Regions from separate parts of the Danio rerio genome. Here region 1 is linked to region 2. Evidence: chromatin contacts called from public Hi-C data. All regions are on one chromosome and are shown on one strand. The core of a region is the stretch at or near the end of the contact, and the rest is flanking DNA. Distances in the headings are between cores, read along the strand shown. Region 1 holds the start of lrch4 (leucine-rich repeats and calponin homology (CH) domain containing 4). Region 2 holds the start of rell1 (RELT like 1).

What was found. A called contact is a pair of places that touch in the nucleus more often than the background predicts.
Region 1: a contact with region 2 is called in a Hi-C map of an unstated tissue, with 2.9 times the contacts expected there. The contact joins the promoter of lrch4 here to the promoter of rell1 in region 2. A contact is called at or near these places in 2 of 18 Hi-C or Micro-C datasets (hematopoietic stem cells and an unstated tissue).

What each region holds. Positions count from the first base shown.
Region 1 is chr7:64,476,403-64,482,486 of GRCz12tu, reverse strand. It overlaps lrch4 (leucine-rich repeats and calponin homology (CH) domain containing 4), which reads left to right and starts at 4,340. Exons shown (of 10, transcript XR_012382772.1): 1 at 4,340-4,722.
Region 2 is chr7:64,070,868-64,076,744 of GRCz12tu, reverse strand. It overlaps rell1 (RELT like 1), which reads left to right and starts at 4,151. Exons shown (of 7, transcript NM_001201360.1): 1 at 4,151-4,445. The coding sequence starts at 4,406. The region is part of intron 1 of LOC141375164; the gene reads left to right. rwdd (RWD domain containing 4) reads left to right here. Exons shown (of 8, transcript NM_001320090.1): 7 at 59-61; 8 at 1,435-2,226. The coding sequence ends at 1,467.

The DNA of each region.
Region 1 (6,084 bases), core at 3,091-5,590, 410 kb before region 2:
CGTCAAAGTACAACATTGTTCACAGTCAAAAAAAATAGTGCTAATGTTGTTTTTAAGTCATACTTGCATGTGATTTCAGACCCTATATTCAAAGTATCACAAATTCTAACTGTTCAGAAATAAACAAATGTGTGATTATAAAACCAGCCTTACCCCAGTTCGATAAGAAAGGGAACTCTGGAAACAAAAAAGAGATCCACATCATCATAAAACAGGCAAAAAAGAAAAAAAATCTTAAGCTTTAATAGACTATAAGTGACATGCAATAGAGCACAACCAATTATTTTATTGTTATTAAGTGCATTTTGAATAAATGAACACTTTGTTTTTGTCTGCCACATATACATGTAATCCAAATTGTGGTGATTAAGCTGACCAAAGCTACAGAATGAAAACATTTAAATTATGCAGCATTCTTGTGAAGAGAACAAAATACACAGAGGCTCTCAAACATGTAAATAGCTCATAAAATTGAATTAATTATAGCCTAAAACATGGGTGACACTGTGGCTTAGTGATTAGCCCTATCGCCTCACACTAAGAAGGTCTCTGGTTCAAGCCTCGGCTGGGTCGGTGTTTCTGTGTGGAGTTTGCATGTTGGTGTGGGTTTCCTCTGGGTGCTCCCGTTTTCCCCACAGTCCAAACACATGCGCTATAGGAGATTGGATAAGCTAAACTTGCTGTATGGATATGAATGCTGTATGTAACTGTATGGGTATGAATGAGTGTGTATGGGTGTTTCCCAGTGCTGGGTTGCAGCTGGAAGGGCATCCGCTGTGTAAACTTATAGTGGATAAGTTGCTAGTTCATTCAAGAAAATTAATGAATGATGACTATTTAAATTAATTATTTAGAATTTAGACTTTGATAAAGTGTTTAATGTACACTGAAAAAAATTATTCATTGAATTTACTGCTTTTTTAAAGGTAAGTGGTTGCAAACAATTTATATGGGCTGAATTTAAACAAACAAATTTAGTTTTGTTAATTACACTAAATGAATTTGTTTGTTTAAATTCAGACAATGTAAATGAAATCCTGGATTTAATGCAATAAATCCAAATGAATCTTTTTTTCAATGTATATAAAAGACTTTATCAAAGTTTAAATTCAGAATTCATAAACTATTTTCTCACATTAATCACAAGTCATGTTTTAGCACAAATCCTCATTAGGGCTTCCCATAATAAACCATGACATCACTCTTTCTCACGACCTCTCATCCCTTCTCTTCCTCTGGGCTCATGCGATCCCCCTCTTCCTCTCTGTTTTGTTCCATGGAGAGTAATGACATGGAGGGTAATTTTGTGACCCACTTTTTGTCCCTGTCAGGCCTAAAACACTGAACTCACAAACACTAAACAAAAAAACAGATAGTCTAAACATTAAGCATGCATGGGTAAGCAAGAACTCTGTGAAAGCTTTGTGTGTGCACTGTAAAAATATTGTGTTGGGTAAATGTATATTTTAACAGAAAGTGTGTGCATATGATTCACTTGTGTTTACACTTTTAAAGGGATTACAGTGCTCAGCATATATAGGTACACCCTTCACAAATCTTTCACTGAATTTAATATTTTCTATAACAAGTTATACAATATTATATTTGTGCATATACATTAGATTAGTCAATACTGAAGCCAAATCTGGAGCTTATCTAACAAAATAACTTACGATAATGGTCCAAAAACTAGTACACCCAAATTTATGTTATAGAAAAATATTAAATACAAATAAAAAAACGTAAAAATCAAGAGAAGCATAAAAAAATACAATTTAGATGAAATTTCATCATTTTTTTTGCAATATTATGCTTAAATTTAATTATATTATCTTTCCATTTCTAAAGATGTTCAGTAAATAAAATATTCATTCATTCATTTTCTTGTCGGCTTAGTCCCTTTATTAATTCGGGGTCGCCACAGCGGAATATACCGCCAACTTATCCAGCAGGTTTTTACACAGCGTATGCCCTTCCAGCTGCAACCCATCTCTGGGAAACATCCACACACACACACTCATACACTACGGACAATTTAGCCTACCCAATTCACCTGTACCGCATGTCTTTAGACTGTGGGGGAAACCGGAGCACCCGGAGGAAACCCACGCAAACGCAGGGAGAACATGTAAACTCCACACAGAAACGCCAACTGAGCCGAGGCTCGAACCAGCGATCCAGCGACCTTCTTGCTGTGAGACGACAGCACTACCTACTGCGCCTTTGCTTCGCCCCTAAATAAAATAAAATATTATTTTAATAAATATATCTGTTTAATAAATCTGTTTTGTTCAAATGCACCAATATATATTACCGATATTCACTTCATTTTCAAACTGGGGTGTACTCAATTGTGCTGTCACTGTATATGCACATGTTCTCTGTTCTGAAAACGTTCGATGTTGAAAATGTATTTTGCTGTTTTGCAAAGCAACTTTGATTGTCATTTTAAGTTTGAAATTATGCATTTTCAGACCTGATCATGTAAATCTGGGGTCACTTGGTGATTTCCAAAAATATTATATATGTTTTTAAACCTTTAGAACAACCATATTTTTTCTATACCCTACAGAGGACAAAAATAATGTTTAATGGTTACATGAAATAACAACATGCAAATAAAAAGCCATCAGACTTTTAATTCATTTTTCAATGGGCTGCGACCCCTGGGGTAATTATGCTTGATTAATGACACAGCAATAGGGTTAGTTGCAGCAGATTTATTTTACGGCACAATGTTAAACTTTGACACCTCTACGAAACTCACATACTGTACATAAAAAAAAAAATAAAATGAAGGCCACGTCTGAATATGGCTTCAAGTGGTCTCCAAATTTAAAAAATGAATAGTCTTGTGCTGTAAACATTGTGCTCACCCTTCTCATTTAGAGATTAATATTAAATGAAACAAATAATGGCTATAAAAAAATGATATGGTTGTTAGACTGTTTCACTTTTTTGTGATGTCAATAAGCTTGTTTATATAGTTCCTATTGGTGTGTGTGAACCAATGTGTGTAGTGTTTGTATGTTTACAACCACCTCCAAAGATAGTGGTGGTTGCGAGAATTGTTGTTTTGGGGGTCACGAGCTGAAACGTTTGGGAACATGTGATGTAAATGATGATACAAAAGCTAGGCAACAAGCTGGTACTTTTTCTGGATATTACACTAGTTTATTAAAAAAATACAATAATATTATTTAACTTCTGTTTATAGATGTAACTCAATATTTTATAAACCTAGTATATTACCTCTCTAGGCTATATATTGTGTGATATGAAGGCCACATTCAATTTTTAAAACAAAATACAAAATGGCTTCATGTCAAATCATTATGAGATGGTGTATATTTTAATGTTTTTCATAAATAATTAGCTAAATTCTTTGTTTAATGGTGTCACGGTGGTGCAGTGGGTAGCATGATCGCCTCACAGCAAAGAAGGTCACTGGCTTGAGCCCCAGCTGGGTCAGTTGGCATTTGTGTTTGGAGTTTACATGTTCTCCCCATGTTCACGTGGGTTTCGTCCGGGTTTCCCATACAGTCCAAAGACAAGTGCTATAGGGGAATTGAATAAACTTAATTGTCCCTATTGTATGTGTGTGAATGTGAGAGTGTGTGGGTGTTTTCCAGTGTTGGGTTGCAGCTGGAAGTGCATATGGTGGATAAGTTGGCAGTTCATTCTGCTGTGGTGACCCCTGAATAACAAAGGGACAAAGCCGAAAAGCAAATGAATGAATGAAGTAATGAAATAATTTGTTTATATGCCAGTAACTTATTTATTTCTATTTTATTATATATTTTTCATAATCAAAGAAATGTACATTTACGTTTAATTTCATTTCCATAGCTAATTATATTAAATAAATAAAAATAAACATAAATATATTACCCCAATTCAGTTTTATGGTTAGATTTAGACAACATATCTGCAGGAGTGTTTGTTGTCTCTACACGTAAAGCTTAAAGTACTAGTATAACGTTAATGCAATATTTATGTCCTTCATTTCCTCTCTCTAAAAGCATGTCAAATTAATGGATCTGGAAACAAGGAAATGCTGTGTGTGTGTGTGATGTCCATTAGAGGCTTTCCGATTACTGTAGTAAATCTCCGCTGCCTTTGCTATCGCTATGCAAACAATGCAAAAAAAAACTTACTATCATCAGCAGTACTGTAACTTTTACATTTGTATAACAAAACCTCCAACGGACCAAAAAAACTTTATAATTTTCCCCTTCCGATGATGAGAGCAGCGCTGTTGTGTTCATTTCCCCGAGTCTGTAGGTTCTGGGTGTGTCCGCTGTGTGTCAATCAAGACTTGCTCAATCCGCAAGCTCCTCCCCTTTCGCTTCTTCAGCTCGCTCCAGCGCGCGGTCTGTCAAGTCACGGCGCAACTTTTCTCAATCACGGGATTTTACATCACTTTTCTGGAGTACAAAAACTAACTTTTCCGGAGTGAAACGTTGTTGGACCGGCCTCTGATGAGATGGAGGTTTAGGAGGGGTGATTGTCGTAGTAAAGAGTAAGATTCGGGTCATATTTAGTGTTTGATGGCTGCTGGGGATGGAGCCCAGCTGCCGGCGACCGTAGCGGCCAGCAGGAGCGTGGAGAAGGCGCTGGAAGAGGCTGCGTCCAGCGGAGCGCTCATCCTCTCTAACCGCAAACTCAAAGAGTTCCCCCGCACCGCCAGGAACTATGACCTGTCCGACATTACGCACGCAGGTAAGACTTTAATTAATAAAGCGGCTAGGGGATCAGTGAAGGGGGCAGGGAATGCATTCAGTACATTTAATGTCCTTTGTTTGGGTGTCTTCTTCACCTGCGCCCCTTCTGTGCAGCACCATCATCATCACGCCCGACTCAGAAAAAGCGGATCTTTCACTTTTCGCAATCATTGTAGAAGGCAGATCATATGACAAGTTCATTTTACTCATCACTTTCGTTTATAAAAGAACCATCGCTGCTTATCGAGCAGCGTATTGTGTTTTTAAAGTCAGCTTGTTGAGTTTTGAAGCTGGCGTGTTTGCTTAAGAAATTGGAGACATTTGCGTTGAGCTTCTCTTCCTGTTGTTGAGGTGGAAATACACTCAGGCCGAGCCATCTTACCACAGAGTCAAAGTAAAACTTCGCATTTGATCTCTCAGCGCAGCGCAAAGGCAGCAGAAAAAACTGGCTGGCTGATAAAACTGTTATTTGTTGTAGTCAGCTTGTTTGAGTGCGTTCTTATTGGTAGGGAGCATCTTGCCAGCAGCACTAATATGACCATCTGCTCCACTTTCATACAAAGTGGGTATAAAGCAGTTTGTCTTTGAGCCATACAAACCCCCACCTCACTCTCACACACACACACACACACACACACACACACATGGGTCTGCAAGTCTCAGAGATTTTGTAGTCAATTCTAGAAGTATTTCATGACATGTATATGTCTTTTGATAAGTTTGTGATCCACAGCTGGTGTCAGTGTATTCTGTATTGTAATATATCCTGTTGTGATAATTTTAGATTTGTTAAACAGTTCTCAAACCACAGCAAATTTGCATGCAATAGAATGTTTTGATGTGCATATAATAATTATGTAAGATTGACATAACTCCCTTTAGGCAATGTTTTATTCAAATTGATGGATAGTTTAGAATATTCAATGTTATTGGGTGTACGTTTCTTATAAGGCTGGGCGATTAATTGAAAAGTAATCAGAATCGACATTCAAATATAATCAATCCAATTTTTTCAGTTACTTTCCCTACCGTGTGGCTCTGTTAAGCCTCTATGTTTATATATAAAGTAGAACGATGGACCCATTCTGCATTGGCGATGATTGGAAGCTGTGCCAGAGATTCCTTGAGACGGCATATTTTATGTTTAAAATAAAATTGTTATTTATATTTAAAATATTTGTTTACAGAGGATATACAAGTTGTTATATTTAGAAGAGATGCTGCTTATTTTCTATGTTTAATGTGAAAAACACTGAAAATAATTGACTTAGTTTACTATATTTATTTTCACTTTATTAAGAAAATAATGACTGGTTTCAGGCAATGTGTGTTTTAACTTTAGTTGTTTAACATTCATGTT
Region 2 (5,877 bases), core at 2,902-5,401:
TTTTTTTCTCTTTCACATGGATTCCCACACACTGCTACATTTCACATCCATCAAACAGCATGTAAGTCATTTATTTATATTTAAAAAAAATAAACATACAGTGGCCTCAAAAAGTGCAGTTGAAGTCAGAATTATTAGCAGCCTTGTTTTTCCCCCCCAATTTTCTGTTTAACGGAGAGAAGATTTTTTCAACACATTTCTAAACATAATAGTTTTAATAACTAATTTCTAATAACAATATAATACACATTATTTGACTAGATATTTTTCAAGACACTTCTATACAGCTTAAAGTGACATTTAAATGCTTAACTAGGTTAAGTGGGTTAACTAGGCAGGTTAGGGTAATTATGCAGGTTATTGTATAACGATGGTTTGTTTTGTAGACTATCGAAACAAATATAGCTTAAAGGGGCTAAACATTTTGACCTTAAAATTGTTTTTAAAAAATTTAAAACCGCTTTTATTCTATCTGAAATAAAACAAATAAGACTTTCTCCAGAAGAAAAAAAAATATTAACAGACATATTGTGAAAATGTCCTTGCTCTTTTAAACTTCATTTGGAAAATATTCAAAAAAGAAACTAAATTTAAAGAGGGGCTAATAATTCTGACTTCAACTGGATTTCTGATTGTGAGTCTAAATGTATGCCAAACATTTGGAATGATTTGTCTTAATATTAAACCATTAAATATTTATTTTTAATAAAAAATCCACTTGAACAGGTGATTTAAATGTCTTAATTAATAAATAATAATACAGTAAAAATGTTTACAATAGATAAGTGTTTGAAAGTAGTTCAAACCTCTGTTGAACTGTATTGATCCACGACAATTCTCTTTGGAAGCAGTTGGTTAAAAGTAACTTAAAAAACTTTTGTCTAGCATTCTAGGAAAAGTGCAGATGCTAATTTCTTTCAAGATATATTTTGAATTAAAAATATGAAAATGTAAATTCTGTCATCATTTACTCACCTTTCACTTGTCACAAACCTGTTTGAATGTCTTTTTTCTGTTCAACACAAAATAAGTTATTTCGAAAAAATAAAAAATAAAAAACCTGGACACCCGTAACCATTTGTTTTTTCTACTATGGAAAACAATGGTTACAGGTTTCTAACATTTTTTTCAAAAAATCTTATTTTGTGTTTAACAGACGACAGAGCAAAGGGAGAGTAAATGGTGAGTAAATTTAAATTTTGAGGTGACCTATCCCTTTAATTTTAAGTTTCATTTGAAACAGCTCTTCTTTTTCATGTGATCATATCATTAAAACAATAATTATTACTACAACCATTATGTAAAGCTTAACATTCAAATGTTTGAAATCAAAACTTTTAATACTTAAAATAGATTTATGATCTAAGGTGAAAATTAAACTGTAATACATGTGATCTTTTGATATTTTCATCGGTCTTTTTTCTTTTAATATAGCTGAGCAAAACTGGAGGAAAAGATGATGATTAAAGAGATACTTCAGAAGGACTGATCAGTATTGCCAGATGAATGTATGGGGAAATTGTTTCTTTGTGCAGTTTTATATATATATATATATATATATATATATATATATATATATATATATATATATATATATATATATATATATATATATATATATATATATATATATATGCACACACATACACATATGAAAACTGAACTGAATTCTCCAGCCATGATTTCAGTCTACCTGAAACTATAGAAGGTGATTTGACACAAGGAGCTTTACCCTCACAAATACATCCCCGGAGCCTCAGTAGTGTGTGATAATTTATGCTGAGCCACAAATGAACATCATGTGGCTTATGATGGGTGGAAAATGCTTATAATTTGGAACTAGTAGAACAGTTGGGTGTTACAAAAAAAAAAGATAACATAAGTGTTCTGTCATCTATTGTAATGTTCATTTAAATGAAAAAAGTGATCAAGTGTACTTAAGTGCAGTCTACTCTTTGCTGACAGGGTTTCTGAAATGAAATAAGTATGCATTAGCTGGTAATGTAAATTTATCATGGGTGGCCCAACGAGGACATTTGAATAAGTACTAAATATGTATGGATTAATAAAACATTTTCTGAGGAAACTCTTTGCATTTTTTTAAACAAAAAAAACAAAAACATGTTGTTATATGCAAACAATATTTTTGTGGGGAATGTGGGTGTGGGCTCATGAAGAAATAAAGCGTTTTAATGACAATACAGATTAAACAGTTTGTTTAATGTGAAAACATTGTGTCAACATTGATTAGCATTGGGTGGGGAGCATTTGCTTTACACTTACAAATACAGGGTGTCCGCGGGGTCCTAAAAAGCCTTTAATCTCGAAATATAAATTTTAGGTCTTAAAAGTCTTACATTTACTGAAATCATGTATTGTAGGTCTTAAATCATCTTAATTAGCCTTTGTTCATGTATTGCTACCCAATCTGGCCATTAACACCCATACGATCAACATTCATTCATTAATTTTCTTTTCGGCTTAGTCCCTTTTTATTCTGGGGTCGCTACAGCGGAATGAACCGCCAACTTTTCCAGCACATTTTTACACAACGAATGCCCTTCCAACCACAACCCATCTCTGGGAAACATTCACACACACTTATTCGCACTCATACATTACGGACAATTTAGCCTACCCAATTCACCTGTATAGCATGTCTTTGGACTGTGGGGAAAACCGGACCACCCGAAGGAAACCCATGCGAACACAGGGAGAACATGCAAATTCCACACAGAAACGCCAACTGACCCAGCCGAGGCTCGAACCAGCGACCATGCTGTGAGGCAACAGTACTACCTACTGCGCCACTGCATCTCCCATATGATCGACTATCAATCTCAAAAAACTTTTCACTTTTTGTTTAAAAAGGTAATTTTTACTCTATAAACAATAATGGTTTAATTATTTTCTCTACAATAACATTTGTTTAAAAGTGCCCGATGCGTTTACTGCTGAGGACAACGACCTGGACAGATTGTTGTATTGTTGTTTTTAAAAACCTTTAAAACATTTGTTTATTTTTAATTTTTATTTTAAAGAACGTTTGTTCGGGAAAAAGGTGTCTGGATACAAGTAGAGCTTGCTTGTTTTTACACAAAATAAAAAAATATTTTACTTTTTTATTCTTAATGCATTATTGTTTTATTAAATATATTAAATTACATTTTTTGATGGGGCAAATTTCAATCTTTTCCATTTGGGCCATTTGAAAAATTCCTTAGTGTGCAGCAGCCCTTTATGAGTCTAAAATTTGGTCTTAAGATTAAATCAAAATTATGTGAAACCTGCAGAAACCCTGAAATAGTGTTTTGACAACTTTTTTTAATTTACAACTTGCGAAGGTTTTAGGGACGTCTTTTGTAAAAATTATTTGTAAAATATAGAACGTTTTTTTTTTCTTGGTATTTGGTAATTGTATGCGCTGTGTTTATAACACATTTATTGCAGGAATTTGAAAAAGAACTAAGTAAAGGCATGTTAATGGATGGGAATTTTAAATATGGTATTGTTACAGGTACGTAACAGCCGGGAAATATTATAATTACTTATTTGGATGTGACCTGTGGTTTACACTGATTTAAATGAATAATTATATATGTTTAGCAAGTTCTAAAATAAGAGGCGGAAGTCAAAATCACATCTGCAAACAAACATATATTTTCTCTAATGGTGCACGATTTCATAGAAAACTTTTACTATTTTAAATCAATCTAAAATGTTTATTTTAATGTTTTATGTAGGTCCAGATGATTATATTACATGAAATGATCTTTTGCTTATTGTATTACTCTGGCCTAATAAAAGATTAAACATTTGTTGTTGCTTTAAATAAGGGAAAAACTACAAACAATGTTTTGCCCTTATCATAACACGCAGTTTAATAACAACGTTTTTTTTTTTGTTTTGCGTCAACTTTACAACCAAACAAAGTACTTATACACTCCAGCATAAGGCCAATTTATTCAAACAAGGATGAGAAAACCCAAAACAAACACCACGCGGATGACGTGTAAGTTAGACCTTTTCCGGGGTTTGCTCTTCATTTGTGTCCTGCTGCTTGTAAACAGAAGTTTCTGCCCCCTACAGGACTGGAATCGCAGCATTTGCTTTCTTGCAAACCACCCCATATGCACATTACAAGACAATTTTATATTGCGAAGTACCTTCTTAAAAGCTTTTCGTCATTGGGATATTGTGTTTTTCTTTACTTCTGAGTCCGAGTAAGTTGCTTCGGGCCGTGTAGTGCATTACAACTTTAAGAGTGGGATGCTCCTCCTCGAGCAGTGATAAGAATGAGGAAACAGCAGCAGTGACCGCGAATGTAAAAGCACAGCTCGAAGCTCACGCATCTGTGGACACTTCAGCCTGTGTCCGACTGCATCTGTGTCACACCGGTGGGCCGATGGCAGGTTCCTCATTGTCCACCAACTCCACGACGAGAGGTTAGTAGTTCACACTACTGTGTGTTCATGTGTGCAGGACAGATTGATTTGTGAAGACCTTCGGTAATATGAGAGTCACGCATCCACACGCACCTCTATTATATCGGTTTGTTTGGTAGCGCATTTGGATGAGAGCAGGGGGATCTTTTGAGCAAGGTGCGGTTGTCAGTCATAAAGTTTCTGGCGGACAACCAAGTATTGATCAAGCACGAACTGATACTGCTGTATGTCCGAGGTTTTATATTAGGGATTTATTAGTTCGTGGTAACGCCTGCATTAACTTTCATTGGCGTTAAAGGTCACACAACATTGCGTGATTTAAAAGTTACAATGCTCAGTTGCTTGCTTCAGGTTTCATTTAGGAATGGAGATTGATTGTCTCAGTTGATGACCAGTAAAAGCTGCTTTGGCATTATCTACAATGTAAAAGCGACAGATTTTAATTAAATTGCATCAAAAGCGCAGAATAACAATTACGGTTTATAACACAGACATGTTTTTGTTCAAACACGATGCTAATGTGGACCAGTTTGTATTTGGCTAGTTGGTACACCTGTTTCTAATTTGTCAATCAAACAATTCCAGAAAAGAAACCAAAACATTCTGCCATCAAGCTTTACCACAGTTCTTTGAGATTTATGAAATTACTATTTAAGTTATATGCTCTGTCATTCTTATTAACCCAGTAATCTATATAAAAAGTTTATTTACTAGTGTTATCAACAGCAATGTTTTAATTTCTGTATTTCAGTCTCCATACATTTAAATAGCATATTCCCTTGTGCTACAGGAGGAGACTGAATGTAAAACACTCTATAGCATGAAATGAATGTTAGCAAAATGTAGAGATTTTCAACCTTTATGCATTTTGATTGTCTTTTATACAGTTAAAATCCATGCACAATTTCCATACTTGTTTATCAGTTTATTTTACAATGTTATCAAGTCAAATAAGTACAATCAGTTAGGGGTGAGAGAGATGTCAGACATGCAATCTTGATTATTATTTTTTATATTGATTGATAACGATATACATTTCGATATCAGTTGTTCATGCTTCCAGATTTAAAAGAGTATCCTGACAATTACGGAAGCCACAAAATATTAGAGGGTCCATTGAATGGCATAACATTTTCAGGATAATAAACATTTGGTGGCCGAAAATTTGGTACGTCTCTCATATCAACGCGCTTTTTGATTCTCATTATTTCAGATTTCTGCTGTGTGATTGGCTCTTAGGTCAATATAGAGAAACAGTCTAGAGCTTATCATTGTTATTGACATACATTTATTGCGATTCGATCGTTTTTCAGTCCAACCCTACAATCAGTATTTATCTTAGATATATACACTAGATGTCGCATACGGCCCCTAATCATGCGTCACTTCCACAATTGTACAGTGCTTCCAGGACAAATGTCATTCAATCGTA